3 separate regions of the Mus musculus genome follow, and regions 1 and 2 are each linked to region 3. A link is a contact called in public HiChIP or PLAC-seq and promoter capture Hi-C data. All regions are on one chromosome and are shown on one strand. Each heading gives the region's core, a stretch centred on a gene start, on an enhancer-like site or on the middle of the called end of the contact. The rest is flanking DNA. Distances are from core to core; before and after follow the strand shown.

Region 1 (4,615 bases), core at 73-2,572, 590 kb after region 3:
GAACAAAGGGTTTGAGGTCCTTTCCTGAGATTTTTAAAGCCTAAGTAATACAGCCAGTCTCTGAGTGATAGAGGCTAGTGTGGTAGGGAGTGTTTGCACTCACTCTCATAGTGCTCAGAACAGGTTTCTGGGAAAGGATTTTGGGAACTGGGAGAGGACACAGATGAGAGACCTGGAACTGAGCACTCTGAGACCTCCTGGCTCTACCCCACAGCTTGGCATGTCTTGATGAAGAGGTTTGAGCTAAGCTGGTTGGTATAGCTAATATTGGGAATTTAACAAGAGTAAAGGCTTTGGCATAGTAGACTACAAACAAGACAATCATGGTGACAGCAACCTCAGGAAAGGGTACATTACAGATATGTCCTTGGCCTAGAGCCTAACAGGGCCAGGTTCCTAGTGCCTGCTTTTGCTGTCTTCTCTGTATCACCCTCTACCTCATCAGGTTATAAATGACCTCAAACCTTAATCAGGTTGAATGAACCAGGACTCTACTTGCGTAGCAGACAGACATTCTCCCCACCATGCCAGTACACACACCCATCTATTGGTTCCCCAGGCTCATGGGTTCCCTGAAACCTAATCAGGTGACAAGTTCCTAAGACAATGGGGTCTGATGGCATGTGCTTGTCAGCACAGTTCTGAGACATAAACAAAACAAACAATTGGGTTTTTTTGTTTGTTTTGTTTTTGTTTTTCGAGACAGGGTTTCTCTGTGTATCCTTGGCTGTCCTGGAACTCACTTTGTAGACCAGACTGGCCTCGAACTCAGAAATCTGTCTGCCTCTGCCTCCCAAATGCTGGGATTAAAGGCTTGCGTCACCATGCCGGAACAATTGTTTTAAAAGCCAGGTGACAACCTGGAGCCAACCTTGTCTTTAAGACTGCCTTTGCTACCCAGTGCACTAAGAAAAGTGTCTCATTTCCTGCTTTATAGCCCCAGAGCTCAAGCTGCTCAACGAATTCTCAGTGGCCATGCAGTCCTGCTGAGCACAAAGGGCCTGGAACCCTTAACCACAAAGCCCCTGGGGCCTGTGGTTAAGTGGGCAGGACCACAATGAAACTTGAAGGGGTACTCTCCACACTGTACACAGGCAGTGTACACGTTCATTGGTATAAAATGAATATAATGTTATACATGAAAATATTTTCTAAAGTCTCTGATGGGTGGCCAGTCCTGAGCAGTATGAAGCCGCATCACTGCCCTGAGACTGATCACCACACACGTTGTGAAGCAATGACTGAGCATTGTGAAGCAAGGACTGCTTTCTGCCCAGTCAAGGCTGGAGAAGTGTAGCAACGCACTGGCTATTGGGGCTCTTGTCGTCCCTGAAACAAGAGAGCAGAGGGACCAGCAGGAGGCAGCAGAGGTGCGCCCGAGGCCCGACTGCGCTTGCGCAGAGCCTGCGGCGCCTAGGACGGGAAGTAGGCGGGGCTGCCCAGAGCAGCTCGTGGGGAGCACTGCGGCAGGCTGGCAGGTGAGGCCCGCGGGGTGCAAGGGATGAAGAGCGAGGGTGAGGGTGGAAGACTCGGACTAGGGTGGGGGTCATGTGGGGGCCTGAGATGCACGAAAGTGAAATGAGACTGAGGACGAAATGGAGAGGTGAGAAAGCACTAAGGCCAAGACCGGTTTCGGGTGCCTGAGCCCATGGGACTTTGGGGGATAGCTGTGAGCAAAAAATCTGAGCAAGCCGCCGCCGGGCCCTGGTGGCAAGGCGTCGGAAACTAAAGGCACGGAACTGGGAATCCATTGACACCCTCCCCCAGGGCTGTGTCTGAACCGAGGTCCAGGAGGAGGCTGAGAGCTGTGAGGCAAAACAGTACCAAGGAGTGACAATCCTGTTTTCAAGGATCATTCCCTCTTATCTTCCAAAACATGAGGGCTAGGCCCACGGCCCTACCCTCAGCCCTACTAGTGACGACCCGGACTGGGACCACATTTTCAACCTGAATGCCCAGCCCAGTGGCGTCCCTAAGTGTATTTAAAGCTAGTGTTTTACTTACCACCTGGTTTCAAGACGCAGGCTGAAGCCATTGGGCTAGATTGCAGTAGAGCCTCAGTCCTGAGAGCCTTGGGCTTCACCGTTACAGTTGTGTGGTCTCAGGCCAGCCCCCTAAGCTCTCCGTATAATGAGGAGAAAAGGGATTGTAAGGATTTCTGCAGACTAACATCTAGTGAGGCCCAGTGGAAGGCAGTGGTCTGCCCTACCAAGGCCGCCTATTTCTAGGCCCCTTGATTAACAGATGTGTTCACAATGTGCCCTGGGACAGCCCTGTGAACTGTTCCCACCTAAGGAACTGAACGAGAGCTGCCTCTACCTCATGGTCTCAGTGTTCATATTCCTCCCATCGTCAAATTTTACTTTTACTCAGCGGCAAACTGGGATGGAAGTGGCCAAGTCACTGGGCACCAGATTCCTCAACTGAGTCCTGCTTTGGTGACAACTAATATTTGTGACCTTAGAGTAACACTTTCCTCCTACCACCTGGTTTTTTTTTCAACTGCAGTATGACCTGATGGCATGTTTTCCCACACAGTTCTGAGACATAAACAAAACAATTGTTCTAATAACTGTTAACCTCCCACAACAGATTAATTTGCAGAATTCCTCTGTGATGTTGCCTGAAGCCAGTCTTTTCTGGAAGACTGTCTTTGCTACCCAGTGTACTAAGGGAGAGTTTTCATTTCCTGTGTGATCCCCCCAGACCTCAGGCTGCTTACCTCACTCTAGTGGCCATGCAGGCCTGCTGAGCACAAACAGCCAGGACACTGACCACATGGAGCTTAGGATCCCTTTCAAAAGAAAAATGGCAGCACAATAATATGGCTGCACAGAACAGCCCATGAAAGATAGTGGGGGGGGGGGGTGTAGACATGGCTGGGGTGGAGTCCATCTATGTTCAGCGTGCATATGTTCTGTAGGTTGAATTTCCAGCACCAATAGAAAGAAACATAGTCTTAAAGTGTGTTTTGGCATTTTTGTTTTGTTTTGAGACAGGGTCTCATGGAGCCCAGGCTGGCCTCCAACTCATAATATAGCTAAGATTGAACTTGAACTTGTAATCTATCTCCATTTGGCTCTATCTTCCAAGCACTGGAATTGTAGGTGTTCACCACCATGTCCAGTTTTATCGAGGAACCTAGGGCCTGTGCCTTCAAGGCAAGTATCACCAGTTGAGCTACCCGTCCAAACCCTACTCCACACCCTTTGGTTTTTGTTTGTTTGGGGGGAGGGTATTTTAGTTTTTGCTTGGTTTGGTTTTGATTTGGTTTTTTTTTTTTTGTTTTTGTTTTTGTTTTTTTTGAGACAAGGTTTTACTCAGTAGCCCAGACTAGCACCAAACTGATGTCAAGGCTCCGTCGGTTTCCCAAGTGGTTGGTAATGGTTTCCCAAGTGGTAGGATTATAGGCATGAACCACCATGCCAGACTAAAGTGATAGTTTTGTTGTTTTTTTTTTTTAAAGATTTATTTATTTATTATATGTAAGTACACTGTAGCTGTCTTCAGACACTCCAGAAGAGGGGGTCAGATCTTGTTACGGATGGTTGTGAGCCACCATGTGGTTGCTGGGATTTGAACTCTGGACCTTCGGAAGAGCAGTCGGGTGCTCTAACCCACTGAGCCATCTCACCAGCCCAAGTGATAGTTTTTAATGTATATTTTGCTATAATCTTTATAATAAGCATTTATAAATATAAATAAAATCTTTTCCATGTATGTAGTAAGATATTGGTTAAGATCTAGAAGGATTTATACCAGACTATTCCTAGCAGCCAGTTACAAATAGAGAAATAAGAGTTCTGGGGGGAGAGGGGGTTGGGGTAAAGCTCTCTTGATAGACTGCTTGCCTAGCATGCATGATCAATTCCAGCACCACATACACCAGAAGTGGTGCATACCTGTGATCCCAATACTGGCAGGGAGGAGACACAAAGACCCTAAGTTCAGAGTCTGAGGAGCAACTGCTAGCTCATACGTACAGAGAGGCACACATACCAGAACCGGGAGGACCCAGCCAAGTGTCAATCTGGCCAAACCAATCAAAGCAGTGCAGCCCTGCTTACTGACTTACACACACTCATGCACATGGCCCTCTCTTTCTGAGTCCTTTGCAACTGTGGATTCTGTTGAAATCAAACAGCTCCCCCAACCCAGCACTCTGCCCACCCCAGCTTCTCCCCAGACTCCGTTGTCCATCTGACTACTAGCCAGCCAGCTACCACCGTCCCATCCAGCAGTCCTAATGGGGCCATGCCCTTCACCAGTTCTTTCTGCCACCATCAGATCCTTTTTCTCCAGGTATGGGCTTCAGAGCAGGGTTGTTTTGTTCCCTTAGAGAGGCATGCATCAGATTTAGGGGCTTATTGGAAAAAAGGTAAATGGGAAAGAATATCACTCTTTTTCTTTGCCTCAGCTAGACCCCAAAGAAGGAAAACTATGACCTGGTTCTTCATTTGTGGCCCAAACCACACAATGTGAAATGAGTCTGAGTGGCCGCAGCAGACAGAATTTCTCTGAGTACACTGCCTTTCTAGTGCAAGTAGACAGTCCATCCAGGCCCTGTGAGCCAGCAGATGCAAGCAGAGCTTTGCCCAAGAGCGTGCTGTGCTGT
Region 2 (4,696 bases), core at 447-2,946, 550 kb after region 3:
GACCACTCCCAGCCTCCCCATCACTGTCTCAGCTGCTCTCTTATAGTTGGTTATTTTTTATTTAAGGTCAGTGGGTGCATACGGGGAGGGAGGGGTATTCTTCCCTACTGAGGGTCCCAGCTGTCTTTATTTGTTCTCACCTATGTCCCTCCTCAATTAAACAAGCCACTCAGGTGTGATTTAAAAAAAAAAAAGCCCAGCTAGCTTAGTTGGTAGAGCATGAGACTCTTAATCTCAGAGTCATGGGTTCAGGCCTCATGTTTGGCACCATCTATAGTGTGCAGTTATAAATCAAACAGTTCACGATGTGGCTGGCTAGGCACTGGCAACTGCAGTCTCACCTGCTCCCATGGTTCCCAGTTCCCACAGCTAGTTTGCTGCCAGGCTGTTCACACTTCCCAGGTCATCTACCCACTGTGGCAAGCCTGCAGAAAGCCTGCTATTGCTAGCTCAGATTCCCTTAGCCCTATAAAATGATAACACCACAGACTTTTACTATACCATCCAGATTTATAACAGTAATTCTCCAACCCCAAAATGCCCATGCAAAGAACACATAATATAACTGGTATAAATTCAAACTGCACACCTAGATCAAGCAAATGTATCTTACATTACTTTTTTCCATCTATGAAATCCCTAGCTACTTGTGGCTCATCCAGGCCACATGGTTCTGTTTCATCTTCCTTTTCCTCCATCTTCTCTCAGTCCTCCATCATCTCTCTTCCTCTCTCTCTCTCTCTCTCTCTCTCTCTCCCTCTCTCTCTCTCTCTTTGTGTGTGTGTGTGTGTCCCCTCTCTAACTTTCAGCTCCACCTTTTCCTTCCACTCTCCAATCCGATGCTGCATGTGCTTCCACTTATGGTGCAGGAGTAAACCGTGAAGACACTCCGAAGCTGGTGACCTCCTAGGACAATAGCAGATGTTTCCAGGGTGAGCACATTGTTTCATAGCCCTACAGAGCTTTTGGAGAGTAGGTGCCAGCAGGGGGCGATATAGGATATGCCCCAAAGCTCAAAACGTTACAGAATAAAGTAATATCACACACACAAAGTAAAAACCAAATACAGGAGCTTACATGAGGAGCTTCAGCACGTCTCTCCCACCTGTGCAGACCAGAAATAACCAATGGAGAAGCCATGAGAGTCTGGATGGTTTCAGAGAGCTCCTTAAGCTATTGAGTTGTTTACTTGCAGAGTTTTGACGGACTTCCAGAAGTGTGGAATATTTCCTAACTCCCTTTAGAACATCCCGAGTCTTCTATGCACAATACCAAGCTTCAGATTCATTTCAGATCCAAATTAACAATCACTGCCTCATACTCCACTGAAGATGCAATACACATCTTTTCTCTGACTGAATCTGTGCTGGATAGTTTTATGTCAACTTTATGTCAAGCTGAAGTCATTTGAGAAAAGTAAACCTCAACCAAGAAGATTCCCCCACCTGTGGGCAAGCCTGTGGTGCACTTTCTTGATTGCTGATTGGTATGGAAGAGCCCAGACAATTGTGGGTGGTCCCGCTCCTGCCCTGGACCAATGGGTCCAGGGTGTATAAGAAAGCAAGTTGAGTAAGAGAGAGGCACAAGCCTGTAAGCAATGTTCCCCCACAGCCTCTGCATTAGTTCCTATCTTGAGTTCCCACACTGACTTTCCCTGGATGGTGGAATACAAGCTGTAAGCTAAAATAAGCTCTCCTCCCTCAAGCTCATGTTAGTCATGTTTTATCACAATTGAACCCATAACTAGGACAGAAATTGGCACCAAGTCTTAGAGTGTGAAAACTTGCTTGACTGGGTAAATTAAGACTGGTCAGTTAAGGCTGCAAATAAACTAAGGTTAAGAAGAAACCAGCATTAAGGAAGCAGAACCTTCTGGGAAGTGTTTCCTCGGGGTCAGCACACAAACCTATAGTGCAAACAGGTCCAAGCCTGGACCTCGTGCTGGCAAACAAACCTGGTAATGTGTGGGATTAAAACCATGCCAGGAGCCGGGCGTGGTGGCGCACTCGGGAGGCAGAGGCAGGCGGATTTCTGAGTTCGAGGCCAGCCTGGTCTACAGAGTAAGTTCCAGGACAGCCAGGGCTATACAGAGAAACCCTGTCTCAAAAAAAAAAAAAAAAAAAAAAAAAAAAAAAAAAAAAAAAACACATGCCAGGAAGTTTGTTAAGGTAAAGCAGGTCAAGAGGAAGAGACTCGTGGGCACACACCTGAGGCTTAGGTGACTCCCAGCTCCCTGCCAGACTCCTGACTTGGAACACATGCCATGCTTCTCTCACATAAAAGAAACGTGGCCTATGGTCACATAGGCTCAAAACAGAGTTCTCCATGCTAATGAGGAACCTAGGCCGGGAGGGCTTAAGCCCATAAGCTTCTCTTCCTAGACATTCCTCCCTGCAAAAGGAATTTAATCTCAGGCCCACCCTGAGAAGTGGTTTTATGCATCAATTTTCCATCATCGACTGTCTCTTTCATCAAGATTCACCATGAGGAACCTGGAGAAGGTCTTTGTCTACAGAGCCACATCCTGTAGAAGGCCTCTCTGCACTCCCAGCCACAACTGCCACCAAACCTGCCTCTGTTAAGCAAAGGACACTCACCCCATGAGACAAGCCAGAGCTCTCCTTCCTCCCCACCCCCTCCCCAGCCCCAGCTAGATGCTGTCCCCAGGCCATGTGGCCCCTGACTCTGTTCTCTGCTCTTCTGTGACTTCCAGTGGCGCCTAGATGTCCAAGAGTCTAAGAACCCCATGGCCCTGGCAATGTCACAGACCCAAGGACCCCTAAATCAGGTCCGACTTTCCCTCATCTCAGACTGTGCTTTCCTATCCCAGGAGCACTTCCCTACAGCTCGTGAACTCACCCGGAAGGCAGCACAGGGTAATCTCAGTCAAACTCCCCAAGTTCCTCCTCCCCAAGCAGCCGTGCCCTGCAGCTGAGCAGACTCAGGCCGACAGTAATGTGTAAGTTTCCCAGGTAATACTGGTTGTGAAGGCATAAAGAGTCATGGAGAGCTGCCGAGTCTTGGCACCATGAAGAGCTTGCTGGTAAACGTGTAGCCTAGGTTGAAGTAGGAGCATTCGAACTGAAAGGGTCTTAGAGAGAAGTTGACACTTGACAACATATAGCAGGACCAGAGTCCCTGCAGATGGCCCAGGAGACTGTTGGTGAAAGTGCAACTCGATTGCAACAGGAGCCTGCAGAATGTTAGAGATGACAATATCATGGGATAACCACCAGGAACAGCAGCAACTCTGTGGTATAGAGCTGGCCTGAGCCTCTGATGGGTGATGCATATGCTTGGCCAGCCCTTGGGAACTAAGAAGTCCCAAAGGCCTGACGTCGAGCTTTACAACATCGAGCTTTACAACATGAACCTTTACCCTGTTTGACTTTGATTTTGCCTTGATCTGATTGTGATGCTGCCTGGTCCTTCCCTCTTGGAATATGAAAATATTTAACTATTTCGTATTTTACAGGAGCCCATAGTTAAGAAGCTTTGGAATTTTACAGATATTTGGAGTTTCAGAGAGACTGGATATTGTAAGAGACTGAACTTTTAAAGTATTGAAATTTTTAGGGACTGTGAGACCCTTAAAATTAGAATATTGTATATTGTGATGTTGATATTGATATGAAACCTTAGGAACAACAAGAAAGCAAAGGTTATGCTGAATTATTTGTGAGTGAAGTTGACAAAGGGTCAATTGTGCTTGCTAGGTTAATGACAATTTGACACAAGCTAGAGTCATTTGGAATGGGGAACCTCAACTAAGAAAAAAATGCTCCCACCAGATTGGCCTGTGGGCAAGTCTATACTGCATTTTCTTGATTGATGATTGATATGGAATGGCCCAGGTGGATATACCACTCCTGGTGGTCCTGGGTGTTATATAAATTATGCTGAGCAAGACATGAGAAGCAAGAAGCAGCCTTGGCCTCTGCATTAGCTCCTGCCTCCAGCTGCTGTTCTGACTTCCTAGATAATAGACTACAAACTGTAAGCTGAAACTGTCCTTCAAAAGTTGTGTTTGGTCATAGTTGGGTTTTTTGGGGGTTTTTTTTGTTTGGTTGGTTGGTTTTTGGTTTTTGTTTTGTTTTGTTTTGTTTTTATCACGTCCATAGAAGCCCTAAGACAGAATTCAAGAGCATGCATGGATCTGTTGTGTCACCACCTGGGAAACCAAGCTGTGGAAGGCAGACGGCAGGAAACACCTGCTAAAGGAGCCAAAGGAAGAGTTGGTGAGGGACCTCAGAGTTCAGCCATCTTAAAAAGCACAAAACTTGTGGATGCAGGAGCTGGCCAACAAAGCCTAGAGAGACAGTCTGCCTTGAGATGCTGCAGAATGTGAATAACCACAGTAACAAAAGGAGAGGAGTTGGAACCTGTCACTTCTTCCAGTATCAGCCCGCCTGCTTGTAACAAATGTGTAGCAATTTCCTCTAAACTGAAACAATGCATACTAGAGGGAGACCTCTTCAGACTTGGAAAGTAGGGGCTGGAGAGAAGGTTCAATGTTTAAGAGCAAGTTTTGCTCTTGCAGAGAACCACAGCTCAGTTCTGAGCACACAACCATCTGTGACTCCAGTTCGAGGCAAACTGCCCCTTCTGGTCTCCTGGAGCATTAGGCCTACATATATGGTGCACATTTCACACATGTGGACAAGACACACATGAAATAAAAATAAGCCAGGAAGTA
Region 3 (4,123 bases), core at 1,512-4,011:
AGACACAGAGAGAGACAGAGACAGACAGAGACAGAGACAGACAGAGAGAGACAGAGAGACAGAGAGACAGAGAGACAAAGAAACAAAGAGACAGAGACAGAGAGTGGAGTCAGTTTGATGAGGGAGACTTGCTAGGGAGACTCTGAGAAAGATGTAAGCCAGAGTAAGAAGGAGAGGTTACTAAATAGCCACATGGCAGAACTTAGAATAGAATAAATGTGTTAATAAGTTATGTCCTAGTTGTGAACAAGCCTAGCTATAAGGCCTAGGCATTTATTCAGGAGCTGTCAGTCCCATTACACTAAACAGTAGTTTTAAAATTTTCATCATCTGAGACACGTTTCCATCAAGTATAGGGCCATCATGTAATGCTGTCACAACAGCATTTCTTTGAAAAGAAAAGCAGTACTAAAGCTAGTGCAGATATGAAGTCATACTTTCTAATACCCAACTGTTGCCCTGCTCTTTAAAGTCACAATACGTAGGTATTTGTTGTATTAACCCAAACTTGCAAGTGAGAGATTTTTCCCAATATTAAGTACAGTATCTGTTAGGCTTTCAGAACTTCCTGCAATGCATCTTACAGTCTGTCTCTGATCAAAGTGCAGATCAACAGATTCTGACTAGAATTTTAAAGATATTTTGAGTAACAATATGAGAGAACACTCTAGCTATTTTCTACCAGTATTAGAGAATATTACCAGTAATATTACAATATTACTGGCAATGAGAAATTAAACTCACTGATAATTAGATGAGCAAATACATTGATTAATCAAAATAACAAATTTATAACCCACTAAAATAAATGTCTTCTTCAAATACCTTAGTATTAGGACATGGAAAGATCTGTAGCTAATGGTCTGGGGATGGGTCAGGATCCTCTTTCAGGAACGTGAGTGTTGTTTGTCTTCTGCATATGACTCTTAGTCAAAAGGCTTGCCCAAAGTGTGGATTTCTCTCCAAGAGCATTCCATATTTAAAGATTAGCCGGTAATAAAGTGAAACAGCCTACCTCCTTGTTTCAGTTTGGAAGACTATGGAAGGAAATCTCAGCTCCTGACTTCCTCTGGGATACTGAATGACTCTTGTCTGGCCTGAGCTTTCTATTGCCGTGATAAAACAATATGACCAATGGCCTGGGAAGAAAAGCGTTTATTTCACTTTACAGCTTATAATTCGTCATTCAGGGAAGTCAGGGCAAGGACTCTAGTCAGAAAGACTCCTGAAGGAACTAAAGCCGAAGTCATGAAGGAGTGCTACATACTGGCTTATTCCACATTGTTTGATCAGCCTGATTTCTTTTAGCACCCAGGACCACCAAGGGTGGTGTTTCTTTTGGGACCCTGGGACAAGAGACTCAGGTGCATATTTTACATATGAAAACAGATCTGGCTTCCAGGTTCTCTCAGCATCCCTAAGTCTCTACCTGGCATACCCTATCCCCAACCCTGTACATTCCAGCCCAGGGGATGGGCTGCCCTTCCCTCAGACGCTCTTTGCTATACAATCTACACATTTTGCTCTCTCTCTCTCTCTCTCTCTCTCTCTCTCTCTCTCTCTCTCTCTCCCCACCCCCTGCCACAAGCCCTTTCTCCCCCCCCCCATGGCGACCCCCCCTGGCCTCAATTCTAGGGGGACAGTAAATCTGCTTTATAATCTAATCTGGTTTGAATTGGCTCATTTTACCGGAGAAAGGACCTATCAAGAGGCACCACCCACAGTGAGCTGGTCCCTTCCACATCAATCACTGATCACCACTGGCTTGTTCATAGGCCACATTGGTTGAGGGCATTTTCTCAGTTTAAGTACCTCAATGACTCTAACTTTGTCAACTTGGCATAAAACTAGCCAGCACACCTCTACTGCAACTTACTCCTGGCTCAATTGTTCTCTGTCTCCCTCCATAACCCCTACTTCTCTCACAATGGTAGGTGATGGCCACAAATGGCACATTCTCAATAATGCTACTCCACATAAATCAGGGAGTTTTGAAAGTATGGCCCACGTCTACTCATATATGGAAATGTCAGAATAAATTCATTATTTTGTACAATTTGTGTACGCTAATTAAAATGTTTAAAGAAAATTAGTCAGAATCTACAATGGGACTTGGGGGCTGGCTCACCTGCCATACAATTGCAAATGAGAGTCCTCATCCTGGTGAGAGGATTCCTAAAAGCACCTAATATGTTATGACTTTGAATGACTCCAGTTTTTGTTATACTAAACACAGGGAGTTCTTTCCTGTTTTGACTTTCCTCTTGCTAGGAGGAGACTGCCACCTTCAGGACACCCACTAATGACGTGTGTGTGTGTGTGTGTGTGTGTGTGTGTGTGTGCGCGCGCCTGCCTGCCTGCCTGTACTGTGACGAGGCTCTCATTAACTGGGGAAACTGGTACAAAGAAATTTCGTCTCCACTCCACTCCGAGTTCTTTCTACAGGTCCAAGACTTATGGGACTTGAGCATCACAGCTTTTGCATGATCATTTAAACGACAGTAAACATTTGTCGAGCGCTTACTACACCGCCAAGTGCTTTCACCACAGCTGTGAGACAGGAAGTACTATCACGACATCCTCACTGAGAAAACGGGAATGAAATGATAGAGGAACAGCGGGGGCCGCAAGACGGAACTCAGTCGGTCCACATTCCAGGACTGCCTACAGCACCAAAGCCTAACAGGCCTCCCGCTACGCCCGAGCATGCGTAGAGAGACACCGAGGCGCCCGCGGTCGCAGGGCGACAGAGGTCCAGCATGCCTTGCGTGTCCCGCAAGATGGCGGCGCCCATGCTGAGGCGCCTGTGCCGCGTTCCGCAGTCCCTGGTCTGGCTACGAGGGTCGCGTGCGGTGCGCCCGGGCGCGCGGGGAATGCTGGTGGCACCGAGGGCCCGCGGCTTGTTCAAGGAGTTCTTCCCCGAGAGCGGCACGAAGACAGAGCTCCCCGAACTCTTTGACCGCCGCAGGGCGGGCTCGTCCCCCCAGACGGTGTACTGCGGCTTCGACCCCACGGGCGACTCGCTCCACGTGGGGCACCTGCTAACTCTGTTGGGGCTCTTCCACTTCCAGCGAGCCGGCCACAACGTGATCGCGCTCGTGGGAGGCTCCACGGCCCTCCTGGGGGACCCCAGCGGCCGGACCAAGGGGCGCGAGGCGCTGAGCGCCGAGTGCGTGCGGGCCAACGCGCACGCCCTGCGGCGAGGGCTCGAGGCCCTGGCGGCCAACCACGCGCGCCTCTTCGCGGACGGCCGGCCCTGGGGCTCTTTCACGGTGCTGGACAACGCGGCCTGGTTCCAGGAGCAGCACCTGGTGGATTTCCTGGCCACGGTGGGCGGCCACTTCCGCATGGGCACTCTGCTGAGCCGGCTGAGCGTGCAGTCGCGTCTCAAGAGCCCCGAGGGCATGAGCTTGGCGGAGTTCTTTTACCAGGTGCTCCAGGCCTATGACTTCTACTACCTTTTCCAGCACTATGGATGCCGGGTCCAACTGGGCGGATCAGATCAGTTGGGCAACATCATGTCTGGCTACGAGTTCATCCACAAGTAAGCTGGAATTGTTAGAGCCTACGGAAACCCGGGGACGAGTATACAGAAGTAGTGTGTTATTCGTTAGGAAGATTGTAAGTTAGAGCTGGGAGTTAGAGCTGCTGGAAGCAGACCGATATTCAAGATTTGGATTGTGTCTGTTTTCCCTAAGTCGCCTTTAGTTTCTTTAGAAATTGTTATTTATCCTGAAAATAATTGGACTTCTGTTTAGAACCGTGTGCACTAATTTAGCTTTTCGCCTCCATAAAGATTTTCACAGCGTTTTCTTTTTTTAAAGATTGATTTATTTATGTATGAGTGCTCCATCTCTATGTAACACCTGCATGCCAGAAGAGGGCACCAAATTCTTATATTATATCCCACATGGTTGCTGGGAATTGAACCCAGGATCTCTGGAAGAACCACTGAGCCACCTCTCCAGTCCTCACAGTTTTCTTGAGGAACATAGATTATATGGCTGGTTCGTGTGCTACACGACAAAACTCATTTAAAAATATTAAAAGCCACCTTCTAAATGTACCTCCTGGTATCCTTTCGCCCAACTTTGTCATTTTTCTACCTGATCCTTCAAAAATC

The links. Promoter capture Hi-C pulls out the DNA fragments that hold promoters and counts their contacts. HiChIP or PLAC-seq counts read pairs in DNA pulled down with a chosen protein or histone mark.
Region 1: a contact with region 3 is called in a promoter capture Hi-C map of stem cell-derived epiblast-like cells, with 14 times the contacts expected there. The contact joins the promoter of Ppm1f here to the promoter of Yars2 in region 3. A contact is called at or near these places in 22 of 39 promoter capture datasets (the 3T3-L1 cell line, 3T3-L1-derived adipocytes, the C10 cell line and 13 more), 1 of 15 datasets of contacts at CTCF or cohesin (pro-B cells), 24 of 484 Hi-C or Micro-C datasets (the HPC-7 cell line, LSK cells, the N1E-115 cell line and 11 more), 21 of 115 datasets of contacts at active chromatin or transcription factors (the 230-238 cell line, the SCID.adh cell line, T-cell acute lymphoblastic leukemia and 14 more) and 2 of 9 other capture datasets (embryonic stem cells and macrophages).
Region 2: a contact with region 3 is called in an H3K4me3 HiChIP or PLAC-seq map of pro-B cells, with 7 times the contacts expected there. The contact joins the enhancer-like site here to the promoter of Yars2 in region 3. A contact is called at or near these places in 20 of 39 promoter capture datasets (the 3T3-L1 cell line, 3T3-L1-derived adipocytes, the C10 cell line and 11 more), 1 of 15 datasets of contacts at CTCF or cohesin (the NIH/3T3 cell line), 11 of 484 Hi-C or Micro-C datasets (the HPC-7 cell line, Sertoli cells, bone marrow-derived macrophages and 7 more), 27 of 115 datasets of contacts at active chromatin or transcription factors (the NIH/3T3 cell line, acute myeloid leukemia, astrocytes and 14 more) and 4 of 9 other capture datasets (adipose tissue, embryonic stem cells, liver and 1 more).

What each region holds. Positions count from the first base shown.
Region 1 is chr16:16,895,147-16,899,761 of GRCm38.p6, forward strand. Ppm1f (protein phosphatase 1F (PP2C domain containing)) reads left to right here and starts at 1,323. Exons shown (of 8, transcript NM_176833.4): 1 at 1,323-1,478.
Region 2 is chr16:16,854,070-16,858,765 of GRCm38.p6, forward strand. It overlaps the pseudogene Gm5768. Among named protein-coding and RNA genes, the nearest start is that of Igll1, 7.6 kb to the right of the region's middle. Within about 2 kb of position 1,697, at least 30 of the 459 cell types and tissues checked have an H3K27ac peak or open chromatin away from gene starts, as enhancers often do. A contact at or near this core is called in the HPC-7 cell line, acute myeloid leukemia, hematopoietic stem and progenitor cells and 2 more, where this site is marked.
Region 3 is chr16:16,300,204-16,304,326 of GRCm38.p6, forward strand. Yars2 (tyrosyl-tRNA synthetase 2 (mitochondrial)) reads left to right here and starts at 2,762. Exons shown (of 5, transcript NM_198246.2): 1 at 2,762-3,544. The coding sequence starts at 2,781.